3 separate regions of the Mus musculus genome follow, and all the other regions are linked to region 2. The links are chromatin contacts, called in public ChIA-PET and HiChIP or PLAC-seq maps. All regions are on one chromosome and are shown on one strand. The core of a region is the stretch at or near the end of the contact, and the rest is flanking DNA. Distances in the headings are between cores, read along the strand shown. Region 1 has its middle 19 kb from the start of Cat. Region 2 holds the start of Lmo2 (LIM domain only 2). Region 3 overlaps Abtb2 (ankyrin repeat and BTB (POZ) domain containing 2).

Evidence for each region. ChIA-PET counts read pairs in DNA pulled down with a chosen protein or histone mark. HiChIP or PLAC-seq counts read pairs in DNA pulled down with a chosen protein or histone mark.
Region 1: an H3K4me3 HiChIP or PLAC-seq map of bone marrow-derived macrophages shows a contact between it and region 2, with 3 times the contacts expected there. The contact joins the enhancer-like site here to the promoter of Lmo2 in region 2. A contact is called at or near these places in 5 of 115 datasets of contacts at active chromatin or transcription factors (bone marrow-derived macrophages, embryonic forebrain, embryonic midbrain and 2 more).
Region 3: an RNA polymerase II ChIA-PET map of memory CD8 T cells shows a contact between it and region 2, with 7 read pairs. The contact joins the enhancer-like site here to the promoter of Lmo2 in region 2. A contact is called at or near these places in 2 of 115 datasets of contacts at active chromatin or transcription factors (memory CD8 T cells and stem cell-derived neural progenitor cells) and 1 of 9 other capture datasets (adipose tissue).

What each region holds. Positions count from the first base shown.
Region 1 is chr2:103,503,010-103,505,709 of GRCm38.p6, forward strand. No RefSeq gene overlaps it. Among named protein-coding and RNA genes, the nearest start is that of Cat, 19 kb to the left of the region's middle. Within about 2 kb of position 1,297, at least 8 of the 459 cell types and tissues checked have an H3K27ac peak or open chromatin away from gene starts, as enhancers often do. A contact at or near this core is called in bone marrow-derived macrophages, where this site is marked.
Region 2 is chr2:103,968,933-103,971,632 of GRCm38.p6, forward strand. Lmo2 (LIM domain only 2) reads left to right here and starts at 1,355. Exons shown (of 3, transcript NM_008505.4): 1 at 1,355-1,780. The coding sequence starts at 1,530. The region is part of intron 1 of Gm38515 (a long non-coding RNA gene); the gene reads right to left.
Region 3 is chr2:103,681,225-103,683,924 of GRCm38.p6, forward strand. It overlaps Abtb2 (ankyrin repeat and BTB (POZ) domain containing 2), which reads left to right. Exons shown (of 17, transcript NM_178890.3): 3 at 2,054-2,267. Among named protein-coding and RNA genes, the nearest start is that of Nat10, 79 kb to the right of the region's middle. Within about 2 kb of position 1,252, at least 128 of the 459 cell types and tissues checked have an H3K27ac peak or open chromatin away from gene starts, as enhancers often do. A contact at or near this core is called in adipose tissue, memory CD8 T cells and stem cell-derived neural progenitor cells, where this site is marked.

The DNA of each region.
Region 1 (2,700 bases), core at 47-2,546, 470 kb before region 2:
TCAGAAAGGCAGTTTGGGATTTGAACTGTGTCCCTGAAGGGAAATTATATGACATTTTAAAAAGATGGGAACACAAAGAAAGGGGGAACTGAGAAGAACTGCAGTGCCATCCAATTGTATTTTGACATTATAGGTTAAGCAAGAGAGTACCCATTAGAGACTGGGATGTATCTAGTGCACCTGGCTTCAAGGTCCTTAATTCATTCTCCTAGACATTAGGTCCAGATCTCAGAGTGATAGGGGGACAAAGGGATGGGTTAGCTGCATGTAGTTAATTAGGGACTAATAGGCAATTTGATTATATATTTTTATAGCTTATGCACCTTGGTTTAGATAACAATTTCTATATTCTTTACCAGTTAACAGACAATTAAGAAAACATTTGGAGAAGTTGGATAGGTGTTTGTTCCTAGGCCTGAAAACATGAACTTATTTGACGCTGCCAGTAAGATGGAAAAGTTGGCCCCTAACATGGCTGGACTTAGATAACTGTCTCGTTACAAGTTGTTCCTGAGATGACTGGACTCATACAACTGTTTACAGTAGAAGCTGCTCAGCTATAGGAAAGTCCCCAGCTTCCCCTAGGGCCTGGGACCTTAAATTTACTTTCTCCCTATGATTAAATCAAGTCTGAAAATGAAATGGTAGTACTTAGAATAATTTTCTTTTGTTTGTTCCCAACAGAATGAAATATAAAAATAAGATTAACCATGACACAATATAGCAAAGTTGTAGAAAAAAGGATATATCATTTAAAGAAGAAAAATCTAAAAGCTAACAAAATGCATAGATGCATGATTTAAAATATCCTAATGGCAGACTCCCCTTTTCAGCAGAATATTCTCAAAGACCATAGAGGTGTGTCTTCTAGCATTAAAGGGAGAGATCAACATGAGTTTTTATACCCAGCTAAACAGCACTGCCATAATAAAGCCATTTAAAAACTGATGGGTGCTTAATGAAAGAACAAGTTGGGGATGTACTTTAGCAAAAGAATGGGTCAGGGAAGAACCCACAAAGAGGAATGCAATAAACAGGAAATTAAGCCAATGAGAAAGACTTCAATAGGACTACTCAGACAGCTTGACATGTGTCCCCTAACAACCAGGAACATAGAGCAATAGCTGTCCAACTCTTAGGAGAACACTAATGCAATTTAGGGTAACATAGTAGAGACTATTGAAACACAACACACTTATCTTCCACATAAAACTGAAGAGCATTGGCCCTAGCAAATCTAGAGGAATTGAAAGCAATACCAAGGGAACAAGAATCACAGAAAAATCACCAGGGGTTCCTTAATGACTTCATGAAAGTGCTAGTGAGAAAGAGATTTATGCAGAGAATCTGGAACAATCTTATAATAGTTCTGGTCAAGAACTTTTCTATCCACAGTTTCTTTCCTTTCTCTTTATATTTCAAAGAAGGGTTCAGTAAGACTAACTACTAGGCAGATAAAGAGGATACTGGAAAGGAGAGAAGTAGATGATTATATATTTCCTCCCCAGAGTACACATTCTAGCCTGCAGAAGGCCCTAAGTGGAAGAAGAGAGAAAACACAATCACAAGGAACTGAACTTAGAACTTCATGTGACCACTGTTTATTTCATATCTGTCAGCATTGGCTACCTTCCAGTTTTCATCTAGAAGTAGGGAAGGGGCCATTGAGGAAGTTTAACAAGAGATAAAAATGAAGTTGCTTCTGATACACCAGTTACAAGAATTTCAAATCATACTAAAATTGTGACCAGAGATCTAAAATCAGCCAGTAGGCCCCATCCTTGTTTATGAACACCATCCACGTATCAATGAACCTTGATCAACTTACACCAGAGGAACTTCTCCCTTCTCCTTAACATCTCAATTCCCCCAAAGGGGAGGAAACTACTTTTCCCATCGTTCATCCTTGCTCTATTTTCCAGGATGAATAATGATGATCTAATCCACCTTCACTTCTCCATGGGGAGTATAATCTGCCTAGTGAGCCACATAAGGAAGTGATGCTTACAATGAATTTCCTCAGTTGGTTAGTAAGACCTCTGATCTTCATACAGAACAGCCTTGAGTCTACCCATGTTGAGCTTGAATAATTTCTTTGAATACTACCAGGTTTTTGCCACAGTCTTTTCTCCAATAAAAATAGTTTGATGACAATGTGATTCCTCATGTGACTTCATCCCAGATCGAATCTGGGTTTTGCTTAATCTTTTGTCAGTTTAGACAAGAAGATATTAGCATCTTCTAATAGCAAGAAAAATTTAGGCATACAGTATTCACATTCAAGATTTAGAACAAAAAATGTATCTACAAAAGGCATATTATACTCAGAATATGAAATACCTCCAGGTATTTCTCTCACTCACATATTTCAGATACCAGTTGCATGAGAGAAGTTTTCATCACAAATCAAGAAATTCTTCAGCAGACATTAGTTTAGATGTCTTACATTCTAAGTCACTTCTTACACTGTGTACCTGCAGATACAATCAGAGATCATGGGCTAGGAGCTCCATCCTTCAGCACTGCCCTCTTTTCACATGACAACTATGAGTAACCAGCTCTAAGTTGCTACTACCTCCTCAGGTCTGACTCCTCAGGTCTTATCTGCTGAGTGGCTCACATAACCCTGGGAAACCCTTACAGTGTGGACTGGTTAAAAGGATTACAGAAAAGACAAATCAAGAACCAGATGGAGGAGTT
Region 2 (2,700 bases), core at 105-2,604:
TCATTTCTGACTATCATCTTCCGGGGTGAGCTGGTCTAGGTTATTAAAGCAATCTTTAAATTGGGGCTGAAATGCCTATGTCTTTGATCCGGGCTGTTCTTACTAAACAATGGATTCTGAGAGCACTCGGGACTTTCCTCTTTACAAACCTGAAGACTGTCATCATCATAAGCTAACGGGCCTTGAACGATCATTTCTGGACTCAGTTTCAAGGAACTCAAGGCCCAGGGGGACCTAGGTTTTTCTCCTGAAAAGTAGCTAGCTGGAATCCATCTCTTCCCTTCTGTATTTCTTTCTCCTTCTAGAACTTGTCTTCAAGCTTGAAGGAGAAACCTGCCCTTTTCTTTGTTTTATATAAGACAAAATAATAGTAAGTAATAACTGAAAGTCTTTTTATCGGGAAGGAACTTCCTCCGGTCCAAGCAAGTATTGCTGCTGATACTTTACAGAGAGGGCCAGCCTCACCGCTGGAGTTCGCTCTTTGAAAGAGGCTAGGGGAGGGAATTCTGCCGCCAGCAGATGGAGAGGAGACCCGGACAACGTGGTCCCTCCCAGACACCCTCCCTGCGGGATTAGCTGCCCCCAGCTCTGCTCAGGCGCACCTAGCGCGTGAGGTTCCTGGTCACACAGCTTGCGCCCCTCTCTGGAGAGCAGTCGCAGCTACTAGCTTGCCGCCAGCAGAGCCGCACTGTCTCGGGCATCGCAGAGCACCACGACTGTGGACTTGGGACCTCGAACCCGAGACGAGCGCGCGCTAGCCAGCCATTAGCAACGCTTGCATTTCTGCAGGTGCTTATTTCACATTCTTGTCTTTTCTTTCCTGCTGGAACGGGCGAGTGGTTACTTTCAGCCTGAGGCCAAAGGGAAAGGCAGAAGAAGGGGAACTCTGAAAAAGACAGTTTAGTGGCAGCGGGATTCTTGCCCCAGGAGAGGGGCTCAGGGGAGACTCTCGGTCTCTGCCGCGGGCCCTTTTAAGAAGCCAAGTCAGGGCTGCCGCTGTCGCCGTTGCTGCTGCTGCCGCTGCCGCCGCCGCCGCCGCCGCCGCCGCTATTTGGATTGCTAATCCCCAGGAGCCCCGTTTAAAAAAAAAAAAAAAAAGGAAGAAAAAAAGGGGGGAGGGGGCGGGCAGCTGTCTCTTTAAATGTGATTTCCTTCTATTGTATTTGAATCGTGATCAGGAAAAAGGAAATGAAACCAGAGACAGAGGGAAGCTGAGCGAAAATAGACCTTCGCGAGAGAGGAGGGAGCCTGGGGAGAGCCGCGCGGTCAGCTCCCCGCCCCCAGGCCGCCGCCCCCTCACTGCCCCCGGCGCCCCGACCCCGGCGAAGGTGCGAGGGGCTCGGGGCGACCGGGCGGAGCCGGCTACTGCGCGCGATCGGGACCGGGCGGCGGCGGCGGCGGCTGTGGTGACGGCAGCGGGACCGGGATGGAAGGTTAAGTCCTGAGCAGCGGCAGCTGTCGCAGCCACCGGAGGGAGGCCGGGCTGCTCCCCGGCCCCCTGCCTTGGCCGCCGCGCGCCGGGCAGCTGGATGATTCGCTCTCTCTCTTTGGCGTTTGAAGGGAGCGCGGTGACTGTCCTTGAGCGTGGAGGGGCGAGCTCGCCAGCGGAGCGACCGAGCAAGAGGAGGCGCAGGAGCGGCGGCGCCCGAGCACCCGAGGGGGTCCGAGTCCAGGCAGCTAGCCAGCCACGCGCCACAAAGGGAGCGCCCCCGCCGCCCGGCACGCCGCCCCCCTCCCCAATGTCCTCGGCCATCGAAAGGAAGAGCCTGGACCCGTCTGAGTAAGTGTGGCGCTTCTGTTCCGGCACCCCAAACAGGGTCCCAGGCTAGGCGCGAGGGGCTGACTCCAGGTGCGCGCCCGCAGCGTGCCCTTGATCCCTCCGTCTCCCAGGGGTTCTCTTTCCTCGCGGGTGACTCTGGAAACACCGAGAGGGACTGGGCGGCGGAAGCTGTAACTGGGATCGACCCTGCGGACCGCTCCGGGCTATCTGGAAAGCTCCCCAAACCTTTACCAGGGCCAGAAAGTTTGCCCAGGAGCTGGCACCCGGAGCTCTGAGGCACAGGTGCAGGGCAGGGAGAGTGGAGGACAAGATTCTGCCTTCTCCCTTTTCGTCCCACCCTCTCCAGGTTCCCTTCCTTTTTGTCCATTTGGCCTTGGAAAGGGGGGCATCCCAACTAGAACATCCCGGGGTCTCCGACGTCGACTCTCCTACCAGGCCCGGAGTAGAGCGGACAGTTGATGAGGTCCGCTTGTCCACCTGGGAACTGGTTCTGGCCTCCAGAGACTTCTAGAATTGCTAATCTGTCGTTCCTCCCGGTACATGTTCGCCCCTCCCCTGAGTTTCCTAGTGCGGGCATGTGAACCTCGAAAGTTAGTGCACATTTTTTTTTCTGTCTAGTATGTTTTTCTAGGGAGCAGAATCTCATCGAACTCTCAGAAGGGCTGTGTGTGTGTGTGTCAGCGAACCAGAGCTTTAATGAGCATGTACTGTCTAGTGCTCTGAGCTTTGCGCTGGTTTGCAAAGAACAGCCCCCCCTCCCTTCCCCATTCCACAGCCTGTACCCTCCTAGCCCATTCTCTAGCCTTAACAAGGGGAGCCAGGAACGAAGGTATCGGTTTTTTTTTTTCCACGTCCACACAAATGCCCTTTTAAGAGTCATTAGCTGTCTGGTTTTGAGTTTTTATTCCTTTGAAGTCCTC
Region 3 (2,700 bases), core at 2-2,501, 290 kb before region 2:
CAGACACTTTGATTTCTCTTTCTTGTAGTCCTGTGTTTCGCCAACTGTTATGACATTTAGACCAGAGAAAAGGGAGCCAGGTTTCGGCTTTCTGCCACCAACTCAGCTGGTACTGGCTGCTGGAAAAAGCACAGCCTCCTGCTGCTTTTGATGCCAGTTTCTGCCACCCAGGAGCCCTAGGGCAGGGCTGGGATCTGGCATTGCAGCACCAGATTCCTCTTGTCTTGGAAACTGTGGGGCAGTGTGTGGCTGTAGGTAGTGGTCCTGAGGACTTCAGGAGGCTCAGGAAGGATGGAGGGATGTTGATAACAGGATGTCAATGATGCTGGTGTTATCCTCAGCTTTAATAAATAAGGGTTGGTTCCAAAGCGGTTAAGTGTGTCTCAATTATTATTCCTTTGACTCCTCTAAATTGATTATGTGCTAGCATCTCCATTTCACAGACAAGGAAACTGAGGCTCTGACCATTATTTAAGGTACACAGACTAGAAGTAGCTGACCTTCGATCTGAAGCCACAGGTATTGGAGTCTGGAGTATCAGCTCTGATCAGGTTTCTCAGTGATGGTTTTTAAGGCTGAGTATTCAAGGCACCAAATGATTTTACATATTAAAGGTGTCAGATCCTGCCCCAGACTAATGAAATCAAAAGTCTGTGGACATGGGTCAGTATCGGGACCCCACTCTCACCAACACTTTTGGCCCTGGAATTGGCAAGAGTCCCCAGGCAACTAACTGTGATTTGGGGAATGAGAATCAGCAGGGAAGAGACAGTGTGCACCTTGGTTGGGGATAGTACCTGAAGGACTCTTTCTGGGTGGGGTGTTCCAGTTGTGGTCATTCGTCCCTGCTTGTAGCTAGTTGCTATCTGTGACTGTACTGGGAGAATTTGGCAGTCAATAGGCTTAAGTCAGTCCTTAGCTGTTGTAGTATATGAAAATGAAATGCGTGCACAGTACCACTTCCTCTACTCATCAGGCATTTCTGAGCAGCTTGTGTGAGGGAGACTCTGCAGGACTCTGGAACACAAGAAATACCGAATCAGACACCCATTAGCTGAGAGGTGGAAGCTGACTAGTTAAAGTAATGAATTGTCTCGCTGATTGAGTTACGTCATATGCACAGTTAGACCCTGATGCTTGCTGCTATTCTGTAGAGTTAGCTGAGTCCCTAAGGCTTCCTGTGGGTAGGGCCATCTGTGAGAGACTTCTGTGAGTTCGGGGCGGCTAGCCCACAGCAGAGACGCCCTGAGCTCTCAGGCTTGGAGAACACAAAGGCAGCGCTTGTTCTAGAACAGAGGCGCCTGCAGGTGCGTGGGGCGGTTTTAGACCATCCTTTCTCAGCATTGTGGCCTCACACAATGATGGCACATTTCCTGTCAGGGGCTGCTAGGATGTTGAAAAGACTAAGACAGAAACACAACACAGGATATGGGGCCCTGTGACCCCACAGATTCCAGTAAGGCAGGGTAGAGCCCTTATCACAGTGAAGTTCATGGGCTTTGGAGTCACCTAGCCGACAGCCCACATACTTCACTGCAGCTTCTTTGTGACCAGAACGCATGGAGTCAGGATATGTTCAGCAAATAAGTCTCAGTGCCTCTGACTTGACCCTTAGCGCTGTAAGGACTGAGTTGAGTTTATAATGAATTGTTGAGTGTCCAATGGATGGTGGCAGCCATTATCTTCCAAAGTCCCAGGGTTTGCACACGAGAGCATAAGGGAGACTCTCCACAGGGCCCGTGCTTTGGCTGGTTCCCATGGTCAGAGAACTGAGGGAAGGCCCCTAGGGCGGTGGAGAGAGTGGAGATGTTGAAAAGGAAACCACATTAGCATAAGTTCTGGAGGAAGACAGCCCTGCCAAGTGTTTGTAATTCAGCTGTTAAGGCAAGACTGGAAATGAAAGGGAAACCAAATTGCTATTGTGCATCTAGGTGACAGTCTCCTCCTCAGCCTGTGGACTCTGGGGTAAACAGTAATTACACTAAGTGAGGGAGCTGCTACCCTAGGAGAATGTGGGCTGGGAGCTCAGACTTGTCCTTTTCCCCCTTCCCAGGTGATCTGGTCTCTCGAGCCATGCACCACATGCAGGGCCGCCACCCCCTGTGCCCAGGCACCAGCCCTGCTCGCCAGGCCCGCCAGCCACCACAGCCCATCACGTGGTCCCCCGATGCTCTCCACACACTCTACTACTTCCTGAGGTGTCCACAGATGGAGTCCATGGAGAACCCCAACCTGGATCCCCCAAGAATGACTCTGAATAATGAACGGTAGGTATCATTTTTGCCTGGTCACCAAGTAGGAAATGCTCACAACACACATGTATCTTCTAACAGTGCAAGCAGCCTCCTGGAGCTGGCTGGCTGGTCTTAAAGGTGGCCTGGGTGCTCAGACAGATGAAGGCTCATGTGCAATATGATATTTCAAGTCCCATGTGTAATATATTTCTTTACCAGGGCAGATGTGTTATGGGGTCACCAAGGCTGGGAAGTGGGCTTTCGTCTCAGCCTGGAGTTGGTCAGCTTAGCGTGCACCAGCTAGATCAGCTCTTTGAAAGTTCAGTTTCCTCTACAAAACGAGACATCCTTGCAGCTCTGGAAAGGTGGCAGTGTGGTTGAGTGAGCACACACTTTGAGAAAAAGCCATAAGGACAGTGGTAATTGGCCCTCTATCTGTGGTAGCTGTCACCACAGCTCTCTTTGG